Linked DNA regions of Mus musculus: region 1 is linked to region 2. Evidence: chromatin contacts called from public HiChIP or PLAC-seq data. All regions are on one chromosome and are shown on one strand. The core of a region is the stretch at or near the end of the contact, and the rest is flanking DNA. Distances in the headings are between cores, read along the strand shown. Region 1 has its middle 24 kb from the start of Tacc1. Region 2 overlaps Plekha2 (pleckstrin homology domain-containing, family A (phosphoinositide binding specific) member 2).

Region 1 (5,310 bases), core at 2,450-4,949, 150 kb before region 2:
AACCATCACACTCTGATAATATCCTTACAGACATTTCCACGTGAAAATATGCATACACAATATATAAAGTGGGTGTCAGGGATCCAGAGACATTATTTCATGTAATCATTTTGTGGGCCTGTGAAGCAAATAAAATTGTCTCTAAAAAAACCTAAGGCTTGGAAAAATTTACAAACAAGGTCACAGAGTCATAAATGGGAAGTGAGGACTCAGGTGTGGAGAAACTGGCTGAACGGGAGGCGGGGGGGGGGGGGGGCACCAAATTGCCAGGTGTTTGTACTGGTGGCTCATTAACCAGCCAGGGCTCTGCTATCTCCTGGGATGATGAGTGTTTATGGCTTTTCCCCTTCAGCTAACATAGTGTCAGGAAAGGAAGTGTCTGTCAGAGCATGGTCCAACCTGTTCTGTAGATAAATACCATACTGGATTACATTACATTACACAGAAAGAATGACTCTTGTGGGCTTCTTTGCAAAAGAAAAGGTGTGTGTGTGTGTTTGTGTGTGTGTGTGTCTTGCTTTTCTAATGAGTGCAAAATGTTATGTTTCTAGAACTACATCAAAACTGCTCTTAAATAGAGGTTTGAGAAAACCAAGTGAGAGACGTTTGGACAAGATAGGAGAGTAGGAAACTGGGGAGATGAATGGGGTTGTCTTTTTAAGTGTGGATGTTTTATTTACTTGACTACAGAAGGCTTTTTTTCTCCTTTCTTTCTTTCTTTCTTTCTTTCTTTCTCTCTCTCTCTCTTTTCTTTCCCTTTCTTTCTTTCTTTCTTTCTTTCTCTCTTTTCTTTCTCTTTCTTTCTTTCTTTCTTTCTTTCTCTCTTTTCTTTCTCTTTCTTTCTTTCTTCTTCTTCTTCTTCTTCTTCTTCTTCTTCCTCTTCTTCTTCTTCTTTTCTTCTTTTCTTTTTTTCTTCTTCTTCTTTTTTTGGAGACAGAGTCTGACTATATACCTCTGACTGTTCTGGAACTCACTATGTAGACCAGGCTGACCTCAAACTCACAGAGATCTACCTGCTTCTGCTTCCCAAATACTGGGACTAAAGGATTGCAACTTTCTTTTGATCAGATTCAAGAATTTGTGTAAACTGGTCGTGATAGCACAGGCCTTTAATCTCAGTACCTGGGAAGCAGAAGCAGATGGATCTTGTGAATTTGAGGCCAGCCTGGTCGACACAGTAAAGTCCAAGCCAGACACGCACACGCACTCTCTCAGGGGTGGGGGTTTGGTGCTGGGGGGGGGGTTGGGGAAGGAGAGGGAGAGGGACCTTATGTCTCAAAAGAATAACAACAAAAAAGAATTTACGTAGCATACACCTGTCTCTTATACACATCTCAACCCTGCAACACACCATCACCAAAACGAATACATAATTTTTCCCCCTCAAGTTGTAGTACTTCACATGCAAAGCCATGTGTATGAGCCTCTGTCTCTGTAACAAAAAATGCTAGAGACAATCAATTTATAAAGATAAAAGGTCTATTCTCGGAGTTTTCGTGGTTCTAACCCATAGCTTTGGGCTGGTAGAAAGGCATCACAGCCTGGTACCAGCGTGTGGCGGAGAGGAAAAAACTGGGATTTACAAATCTCCTGAAGTAGTGTTACACACACACACACACACACACACACACACACACACCCCGACCTACACAGGAAAGCTTCCGGCACTTTCCAGGGGTGTCTTCTCGTTGGTCGAGCCTGTAGCCCACTGACCTTTTAGAAGATATTCAGCATCCAAACTTAGTACTAGAACCCAGTAACTGTCCAGTGTCCTGGAGCAATAACTCAGGGGAACCTAAGTCAAGTCCTAATTATCACGGGCCACATTTACAAATTGATACCCGAAATGGAAGCTTGTGTGTTCTCACGAGGACAAGATTAGAACTAGGAGATGTCCCCAAATTTTGGGAACATATAGCAGTAATAGGGAAGAGAGACAGAGTGAGCATGTCTGTGGTCTGTGAGACCAACCATGTGCTAACAGGGTGGATCCCTCATTCGGTCCCTATCACATTCTTACCTCTTGCCAGAGAAGGCGTTGTTCTTCAGTTCTGCCACCAGGGGGAGCCAACCACCGTCCCAGCCGCTCCACGCCCCCCCCCCCCCGCCTTTTTTTTTTTTTTTTTTTTTTCCATTTCTGGGAGTTGGAATCTTTCTGTGTGTCCTCATGACTTGTTCATTGGTATCCATCCACTGACTGAAGTGCAGTGTAAATGCCTGTTAGATGCAGAAGGGATTTGTAGCGGCAGTGTGTGTTTATAGAAATGCAGGTTTAAAGACAGTCCCTTAAAACTTGTATTGGTTGTGTGGCAGAACTTGTGGGTGCCTTCTGTGGTTTCTGTACAGCTTACGAAGGTCTTATTTGCAGAAGCAGGGAGACTGCTATGCCCCCCTTCGGAGGATAGCCATTCTCCACCAAGAGGGATGAATGGGTTCCCAGAGTCCCAGGTACCCTGTTTAACAAGGAGCTTAGGAATTCAAAGCCAGCATGAGCGCCATACTAAGACCCCGTTTAAAAGAAACGGGGGGGGGGGGGGGGAGGAAGGAGATTGGCTTTTTCATCTTCAGGGCTATAACACTATAACATCCACTTGACTGGCTCATCCAACATTTTTTAAATACATTTTTAGTTTCTCCTTATGTTTTTCTTTTGGCCTAGTTTATGGTTTATTTTGTTTTAACGGAAATGTTGTTTTCTTACCCTTTGTAAACTCTTTCCTTTGAGTCCAAACTCCTACACCAGAACTAGTGTGCTTGATGCTTGAGGAGTGTGGGGGTGAGTGTGGGGGTGAGTGTGTGAGTGAGTGTGTGGGTGGTTGGGTGGTGTGGGGGTGAGTGTGGGGGTGTGGGGGTGAGTGTGGGGGTGGTGTGGGGGTGAGTGTGTGGGTGTGTGGGAAAGTGTGTGGGTGAGTGTGTGGGTGGTACTTGGGGTTTGTGGGAGTGGCTTGTGTGTGACTTTGTGGGGACATTTATTTGTGTGGGAGATTGGAGTATGTATAGCTCTATGGCATATATATGTGTGTGTGTATATATATATATAAATATGTGTATGTGTATGTATGTCTATATATCTGTATAGGAGAGGTGTGTGTATGTGTGACTATATGCAATTGTGGTATGTATACATGAGACTATATGTGGATTGTGTGTAGTGAGTTTAATCTGTGATTCTATAGTATTATGTGAGGGGGAAGTGTGTGTGTGTGTGTCTGTGTGTGTGTGTGTGTCTGTGTGTACATGTCCTGTACTTCCAGCCGGACTTTCCAATAAACCTTCCAAAGAGCAGTAACAATTTGACACCTTGAGAGATCAGAAAACAGTGTCCCCACCCCCACCCCCCCCTCGGTCAAGCCGCAGAGCCCTGTTGTGGTTATCTTGTTTCTGTAAAAATACTCTAGGTGACAGTTTCCAAGCCACGACTTCTCAAGGACTTCACAATCAGGGAGGAATCTTTTGGAAGTTCCTCTCCAAGGGCGATAGCTTCACTGGTTTCTGAAGGTAGCAGCTGGGTAAGATTTTAGCTCTCCTTTCTCCCTCACCGCCTGCCCTGTTGCCACTACTGGATATGCCCGCCTTCCTTCCTCCCTCTCGGCGAGTGCGCCCCCTCCTCACCCGCCACCCCCACCCATGGAAGCTGAATCACGCTGCTTCCTTTTTTGGTCACAGCTGAGTTTCTTCCACCTTCAGAGCCCTGTGTTACATAAAATGAATCACTCCTTTGCACTCCGCTGTCAGCTTCAGAACGAATAAGCAGCTCCCTTGGGGTGCCCCGTCCACCCTGAACGCCACTTGATGGGAGATATTGAATGGTTGACTCTAAAGTGTGAGGGCAGGTGATAAAATGATCCTGAGTATCTTGCTTGGGGGGTGGGGGTAGGGGCACAGAAATCAGTATTTTAATGGGAGCAGAGGAAAAATTCCAGCAAAGAAGAAAGACTTAGGGAAAAAAATTTCAATTTGGTCCTTGTATGGGTAGGCAGGAGTGAATTCTGGGACCACAGAGGCAGCAGCATTTGGCCACACAGATGTACCAGGAGCTGTGGAATGAAGCTGAGGAATGGTTCACACCATCTGTGTACATATTTCTGGCGCCACCAAGCTGGGAAATGTTCCTACCAGGGCTTATCATAGACGTTTAACCCAGCATCTCCAATAGAGGGATGAAATACATTTAGAGACCAGGGACTAATGAAAATGCCCAATTTGTTTATCGCTAACACACTGCAGAGTCAGGTTTCTGCGTATGAAACCCCCAAACTTAGCTCCTTGCCTGGGATTCCTGCTGGGTACCCTGCTTCCATCTCAGAGGGCTTTTTCTCCTGGGAGGGTGTGGGTGGGCAGCCTTGAGCACATCTTCCACCCTGGGGATGCTGACTTAGGTCTGGAATCCTGCCCTGGGTTTGATCTACTAAACAGGTTCTGGTAAACACAGTTGAAATGTTAAAAGGCTGTCAAGGCACGGCAGTTGGGTTAGATGTGGGTCCCACATGCTCGATGGGTCTAATATGGTTTGGGGGCAGGAGAAAAGAGGGATAGGGGTGGGAGAGAATTTTGAGTCAGCTGTGAGTCACATTCACACCCTGGAAAGCTGGAGTTGGACCCAGCACAGGAAAGCATAAGTTCCAAATTGAAATGTGGATTGTGGGTGGAGAAAATGGTGTTCAAGAAGACAAAAATCAGAGAAACCTCTCATAGCCACGATCAGTCTGCTGAGCCTCTGGGGTGTGCCATGCTCTGGGCTTGAGAGTTTTACTGAGAGGGAAGCAGCCAGTGGTGTGCAGTCCGTAGACAGGCGGGGCACAAAGCAATGCACTTGGCGTGGTGAAAGCTTCTGTCTCTAGTGTGCAAGCTGAAGACAAATGCCCTGCCGAGAGAGCTCAGCTGTACAGATGGCGCTGGGACAGTGACAACCACGTGCAAAGGAAAGAAAGCGCATCTACAGCTCTCATCCCAAACAAAGATAAACTCAAGATGTGCCACGAGCCTTCAAGGCTAAACGACCTGAGGAAGACATAGTCTTCAAACTCTTCAGGATCAAGGCCTACGCAAGGACTTTCCAAAAAGAAGACCCCAGCCCCACAGGAAATGATCCCTAGACTCTAAGTTGTCTAAGTGAGGGTTTTACTGCTATGAGCAGACACCGTGATCAAGGCAACTCTTCTAAGGACAATATTTAATTAGAGCTGGCTTACAGGTTCAGAGGGTCAGTCTATTACCATCAAGGTGGGAACATGGAAGCATCCAGGCAGGCATGGTGCAGGAGGAGCTGAGAGTTCTACATCTTCATCTGAAGGCTAGCAGAATACTAGC
Region 2 (6,060 bases), core at 655-3,154:
GCTTGGTTGTAATGACATGCATCTGCCATCACATCACCCAGGAAAAGGAACTCTCACTAGCAGAAAAGGAAAAGAAAAAACAAACCCCTGAAATCTCAAGCACTTTGGTTTAAATAAGGGCATCCCAGATCACAGCAGGGGACCCTGGGGGTCAGTTAAATGGTGGTGCATACCCATCCAACCCCTGTCCTAGAGTAACTCATCGGAAGAAGGTGAGGGCTACTGTTAGTGTCACTATGTTCCCCTAGATTTATCACTGGTGTCTTGTACATAGCAGGGTGACTTGCCTGAGACTACAATGGCACAGGTTAGACCAGAACACTGACCCTATCTCTTACAGCTGTTTGGGGGCCTCACACAGTGCACATCTTAAGAAAAAATCTTTGTCTTTCAGAACCTGGCCGTTGGGGCAGGAGCTGTCGGATCTCTGCAGCTGACCTACATCTCGAAGGTAATGTTGGTTTGGCACGCCGGGAAGCCATGCTCTCAGAGCAGGTTTAATGTCTAAGCATGAGGAAGCTCTACATCCTGGAGGTGTGAGCCTTTGGGAGCAGTCACAGCCGTGACCCTCCGTGTCTCTGTTTCTCAGGCTGCTGCTGTTTGGTGGTGGTAGTGGTGGTTAGCAGTGGAGAGGGTGGCCCACAGCCTCTTACTCTTTGGATCCGCCGGATAGTCGTCACTCCAGACCTGTGGGCACATTTGAGATACTCTCGACAGAGAAAAGGGTTACTTTGGGTCACTGTGTTTGAGATCTTAGTTGTGATTTTGGGGCAGCACATTATGTCAGAAGCAGTGGTGGGCAGCTTCTTGCCTCATGGCTAGGAGGCAAATTATAGAGGGACTGGATACCTATAATCTCTTCTAAGGGTATCACTAATCACTTAAGGACTTCCCACGTAGCCCCACCTCCTAAGAGTTCCAGCTGTTAACCACTGGCCTTTGGGAAGCATGTCACATCTGAAATAAAGTACCATGTAGGATGTGACCTCTTTTTTTTCCTTCCTTCCTTCCTTCCTTCCTTCCTTCCTTCCTTCCTTCTTTCTTTCTTTCTTTCTTTCTTCCTTCCTTCCTTCCTTCCTTCCTTCCTTCCTTCCTTCCTTCCTTTCTTTCTTTCTTTCTTTCTTTCTTTCTTTCTTTCTTGTGATTGGAACAAAAGGACAATGACCCTGATCCAGTAAAGGATTCTCTCGAAACGTACAGTTATGAGCAGCAGCTCAGAAATGCCTCAGGTCCCCTGGGATTTTACCAGTTCTCCAGACAGAAGCTTTGAGGATGGAGGGCTGAAAACACCACCCCCCAGTAGGCCCTAAGATATGGCCAGGACCACACCCAACATCTGGGTACCTCCTGGGGAGCATGGTAGGTCCCTGGCAGTCTGTGCCCTCACCTAGCATTCATGTAGGGGCAAGAGCAGCTCTTAGTCTTCTCTGAGACCTGGGGGAGTAGGGCCAGTCAACAACGCTCACAAAAAACTGCTGAATTCGGCTGCTTTTAGCAGTCCCTCCCCAGGGCAGCCTCTGCTGCTGCTGACCCATGATGCAGCCCTGATTTAAAAAAAAATAAATGAATAACTAAATAACGGGAAAAAGTGGCCAGGGGATTTAGCTCCTCTTCAGAAAGCAGGAGGGAAGCCAGGTGGCACCCAGCCAGATTCAAAGCCGCAGAAGTCCTGTCCCCCATGCCTGTCCTCATGAGGGCTGCTGCTTTCTTCCCTGGCTCCTCCCACCCAAGGGACTTTGAGGACCTAGAGGCTAGGGGTTGAGCTAAGTGGCTCCCATCTGGTAACAGATTTAAGATCTGAGAAGAGCTCCTACAGACGATGGGGGTCAAGAGAGGTGCTGAGAGGAGTGGCCATCTTTGGCTGGACGGGCAGGCTCATCCCATGCCTGCCAGCTGCAGCTGGACCTCAGCACCGAGGGAGAGAAGATGCTGGGCAGTGGTTGAGCTGATTAGAGGGGAGATAATGGCCTCAGGGGAAGGATGCTGCTGGTTAAAGCGCACAGCTGCAGGCAATTTGTGCATGCCCTTTGATAAGAAATGTGGGGGCCTCCCCAGGCCAGGGCAGCCCAGCCCAGCTTCTGCCCACCCCCCACCCCCCCAAGGGGCCCTTTCTTCTCATCTGCTGAGAGCTCATTAGGTCATTTCTCCAGAAGGAGAATTGGGGGGAGGGCAGGGGAAGGGGGGGAGGGAGTGGAGAGGGGGAAGGCAGGAGAGCAGAAAACCCTGTTGAAGATGAAAACTGAAACCGTCTCCTGTGTGATGGGTTGGGGAAGCATTTTTTTTTGGCGGGGGGGGGGGGGGGGAGGGAGCAGTGAATATAATCTCCTGCTGAATCATGGTTTATAAATGCAGCCCAGAGGAGGCTTTCAGTATCCTCTGCCTCTTTTAGAAAGGGTGACCTGACTTTTAGCCAGCCCTTCCTGAGACAGGTGAGCCCACACAGGTCTTTGAAAAACCCATAAATGGCCACTGGGTTAGGTCACCGATCGATGAGTACCTTACCTCCAGCTGACCCACTGCCAGAACAAACTAGGCCCTCTTCTGTCTGTCTGTCTGCCTGCCTGTCTGTCTGTCTGTCTCTCTTTTTTTTTGTCATCCTTAGGTCACTCCCAGGGTCAAGTGTTTGCACAGAGTGAGACAGATTGGCTTGTTCTGTCCCTGATCTCTGGAAGACTAGTGTATGGGGCTGGCATGTTAGGGGTGGGGTGGAGGGATGGAGGGGTGGGGGGGGTAAGGGGTGGGGTGGAGGGATGGAGGGGTGGGGGGGGGTAAGGGGTGGGGTGGAGGGATGGAGGGGTGGGGGGGGTAAGGGGTGGGGAGAGGTGTGTGGGGGGGTGCTGTCCTCCAGAGGGCCGACCCAAAGATGGAAGTATCTGTCTCCAGGACATAATGACAACAGAAGCAGTCTGGTTGGGCAAACTAGGAAATAACTGAACCTGGCCCATGGTGTTATCTTTTCATTGTCCTTCTGTCCCATCCCAGAGGTCTTCACACAGCCAGCCCCCAGCCCTACTGGATCTATTTTTTGAGGGCTTCTGATAGATAACAGGTCCTCCAAAAATACTGGCTATTAACTATTTGTGTGTTGTGGGCTGGGTGTGGACGGGTAGAGAGAGAGACTCCAAAACAGTGATTCTCAACCTGTGGGTCGGGACCCCTTGAGGTGTTGAGCGACCCTTTCACAGGGGTCACCTAAGACCATAGGCAAACACAGAGATTTCCACTATGGTTCATAACTGTAGCAAAATTACAATTAGGAAATAGCAAGAAAATAATTCTATGGTTGGGTAGCATGAGGAACTGTATTTGAGGGCCACAGTTGGACAGAACACAGGGTCCCCAATGAAGGTGATAGAGAAAGTACCCAAGGAGCTGAAGGGGTCTGCAGCCCCATAGGAGGAACAACAATATGAACCAACCAGTACCCCCAGAGCTCCCTGGGACTAAACCACCAACCAAAGAAAACACATGGTGGTGGGACTCATGGCCCTAGCTGCATATGTAGCAGAGGATAGCCTAGTCAGTCATCAATGGGAGGAGAGGCCCTTGGTCCTGTGAAGGTTCTGTGCCCCAGTATAGGGGAATGCCAGGTTAAGGAAGTGGGAGTGGGTGGATTGGTGAGCAGGGGGAGGGGAGAGGGGATAGGAGATTTTTAGAGAGGAAACTAGGAAAGGGGATAACATTTGAAATGTAAATAAAGAAAATTTCAAATAAAAAAAGCAAAGGAAAGGAAAGGAAAGAAGAGAAGAGAAGAGAAGAGAAGAGAAGAGAAGAGAAGAGAAGAGAAGAGAAAAGAAAAGAAGAGGCCACGGTGTTAGGAAGGCTGAGAGCTACTACTGCTCTGGAGAGCCCACTGAAGGGCACTGATAAATTTCCAGATAAATATGCTTACGTATGTACCAACTTGAAAGGCCTCTGATGATTGTGTGGGTGGCTTTCTTACTTTGTTGCGGGACAGTCTCCTCTGACACTGGGGCATGCTTTTGAGTTCTCCAAGACCTTCCTCTGCTTTTGTCCCGGGTGCTGAGAGGCCTCACTTCCGGCCAACGGCAGACAGGGTGTGGCTGGCCCTCACGGTGTCCCGACGCTTGGGTGACGCTTAGGTTGCTACTGCGTCTGATAATCGAAAGCTCCTGAGACTGTCCAGCTGCCAGGTGGCTCTTCTGCGTCACTCGTGGGGGGCCCCAAGGGTATTCTTTTCTTCACCCCGACACTCTCTCGATGTTGGCGTGCTCACAGGACCTGCCAGCCGACCACTGTTGGGCAGTGACTCAATTGTGTCTGCCTTGTGGTATGAGAATGTTTGTGCCTGGGTGCCCTCGCTTGAGTCAGACTGTTGGATGTCCTCACCCACCTGTGGCCACACTGCTTCCTGTAGGGCCTGTGCTCTTCCTGTGTTTGAAGATGGTTGTAGCCTGACACTGTCACCAACGGGTGGAAGGTAGATGCGGGGGGGGGGCAGGGGGGGGCTGTCCAAGCCTCTGGGGGCAGGCTGTCAGGGACAGGCCAAAGTCAGAGTTCTGCAACAGCCCTTCTCTGTGGACGTAGCCACAGGTGGACAAATTAATTTTTCGTGCCTGCTGCCCTGTGTCTGTGAGAAGGACATTTACCTTCTCACGTTGGTGTTACTAAGGGAGAAACTGGTCTATGGAGGTTCTTAACCCTGGTCTACAGCTAATCAGGACAGAACAGGGATCAATCTCATTAGTTTGGCAATGAATTACTTTGCCCAACAACACTTCCATGCTAAGCCATGAGGCTGGGGCACACTGTAAATGCACATGCATGTGGACCCTCCGACTATAAAGTGCATATACGAATATGAACAAGCAGAAAGCCGTGTATGGCCTTTGGAAGCTCTGGTTCTCACAATAACTGCATGGGTAGCATTTTCCCAGGCTGACTAATCAGTGCAGTGAGCATGATCATTTGTAATCCACGTGGGGTCAAAGGGTCAGCCAGTGGCACTCTGTTCAGCCGGTGATAAATAGGAGTCTCCCCAGGAAAGGGCGATGCTACAGACAAGGTAGAGAGGATCTTAGGGACCAAGCTTCTCAACTCCATCAAAATTGCCAGCTGGATGAGAAGGAAGCTGGGAGGTGGGTGGGTTCCTAGGGCCAGAAAACAGCAGGTCCGTGACACTCAGGGTTAATGCAGGAACCCAGCCAAGCACAGCACAGCACAGCCCAACCCAACCCAACACAGCACAACCCAGCCCAGCCCAGCATACTATAGCATAGCATAGCATAGCATAGCATAGCATAGCATAGCATAGCATAGCATAGCATAGCATAGCATAGCATAGCATAGCCCAGCCCAGCCCAGCCCAGCCCAGCCCAGCCCAGCCCAGCCCAGCCCAGCCCAGCCCAGCCCAGCCCAGCCCAGCACAGCACAGCACAGCACAGCACAGCACAGCCAAGCATAGCATAGCCCAGCACAGCACAGCCCAGCATAGCCCAGCACAGCACAGCACAGCCTAGCCCAGCCCAGCCCAGCCCAGCCCAGCCCAGCCCAGCCCAGCCCAGCCCAGCCCAGCCCAGCCCAGCCCAGCCCAGCACAGCACAGCCCAGCACAGCATAGCCCAGCATAGCACAGCACACACAGCACAGCACAGCCCAGCACAGCCCAGCATAGCCCAGCCCAGCCCAGCACAGCACAGCACAGCACAGCACAGCACAGCACAGCACAGCCCAGCCCAGCCCAGCATAGCACAGCACAGCACAGCACAGCACTGCACAGCCCAGCCCAGCCCAGCCCAGCCCAGCCCAGCCCAGCCCAGCCCAGCACAGCCCAGCACAGCCCAGCCCAGCCCAGCACAGCACAGCACAGCACAGCACAGCACAGCACAGCACAGCACAGCACAGCACAGCACAGCACAGCCCAGCATAGCCCAGCACAGCCCAGCCCAGCACAGCACAACACAGCCCAGTCCAGTATAGCCCAGCCCAGCCCAGCCCAGCCCAGCACAGTACAGCACAGCTCGGGCAGAGGACTGGAGGTTGCCTGGAAACATAGATGCCGAGGTTCACAGCCAGGAAATGAGTAGCTGCAGACCAGCAA

What was found. HiChIP or PLAC-seq counts read pairs in DNA pulled down with a chosen protein or histone mark.
Region 1: an H3K4me3 HiChIP or PLAC-seq map of bone marrow-derived macrophages shows a contact between it and region 2, with 4 times the contacts expected there. The contact joins two enhancer-like sites. A contact is called at or near these places in 1 of 484 Hi-C or Micro-C datasets (the G1E-ER4 cell line) and 3 of 115 datasets of contacts at active chromatin or transcription factors (bone marrow-derived macrophages, embryonic stem cells and stem cell-derived neural progenitor cells).

Annotation. Positions count from the first base shown.
Region 1 is chr8:25,223,365-25,228,674 of GRCm38.p6, reverse strand. It overlaps a transcript of Tacc1 not described here. Among named protein-coding and RNA genes, the nearest start is that of Tacc1, 24 kb to the right of the region's middle. Within about 2 kb of position 3,699, at least 71 of the 459 cell types and tissues checked have an H3K27ac peak or open chromatin away from gene starts, as enhancers often do. A contact at or near this core is called in the G1E-ER4 cell line and bone marrow-derived macrophages, where this site is marked.
Region 2 is chr8:25,066,390-25,072,449 of GRCm38.p6, reverse strand. Plekha2 (pleckstrin homology domain-containing, family A (phosphoinositide binding specific) member 2) reads left to right here. Exons shown (of 12, transcript NM_031257.3): 3 at 395-451. Among named protein-coding and RNA genes, the nearest start is that of Htra4, 30 kb to the right of the region's middle. Within about 2 kb of position 1,904, at least 147 of the 459 cell types and tissues checked have an H3K27ac peak or open chromatin away from gene starts, as enhancers often do. A contact at or near this core is called in the G1E-ER4 cell line and bone marrow-derived macrophages, where this site is marked.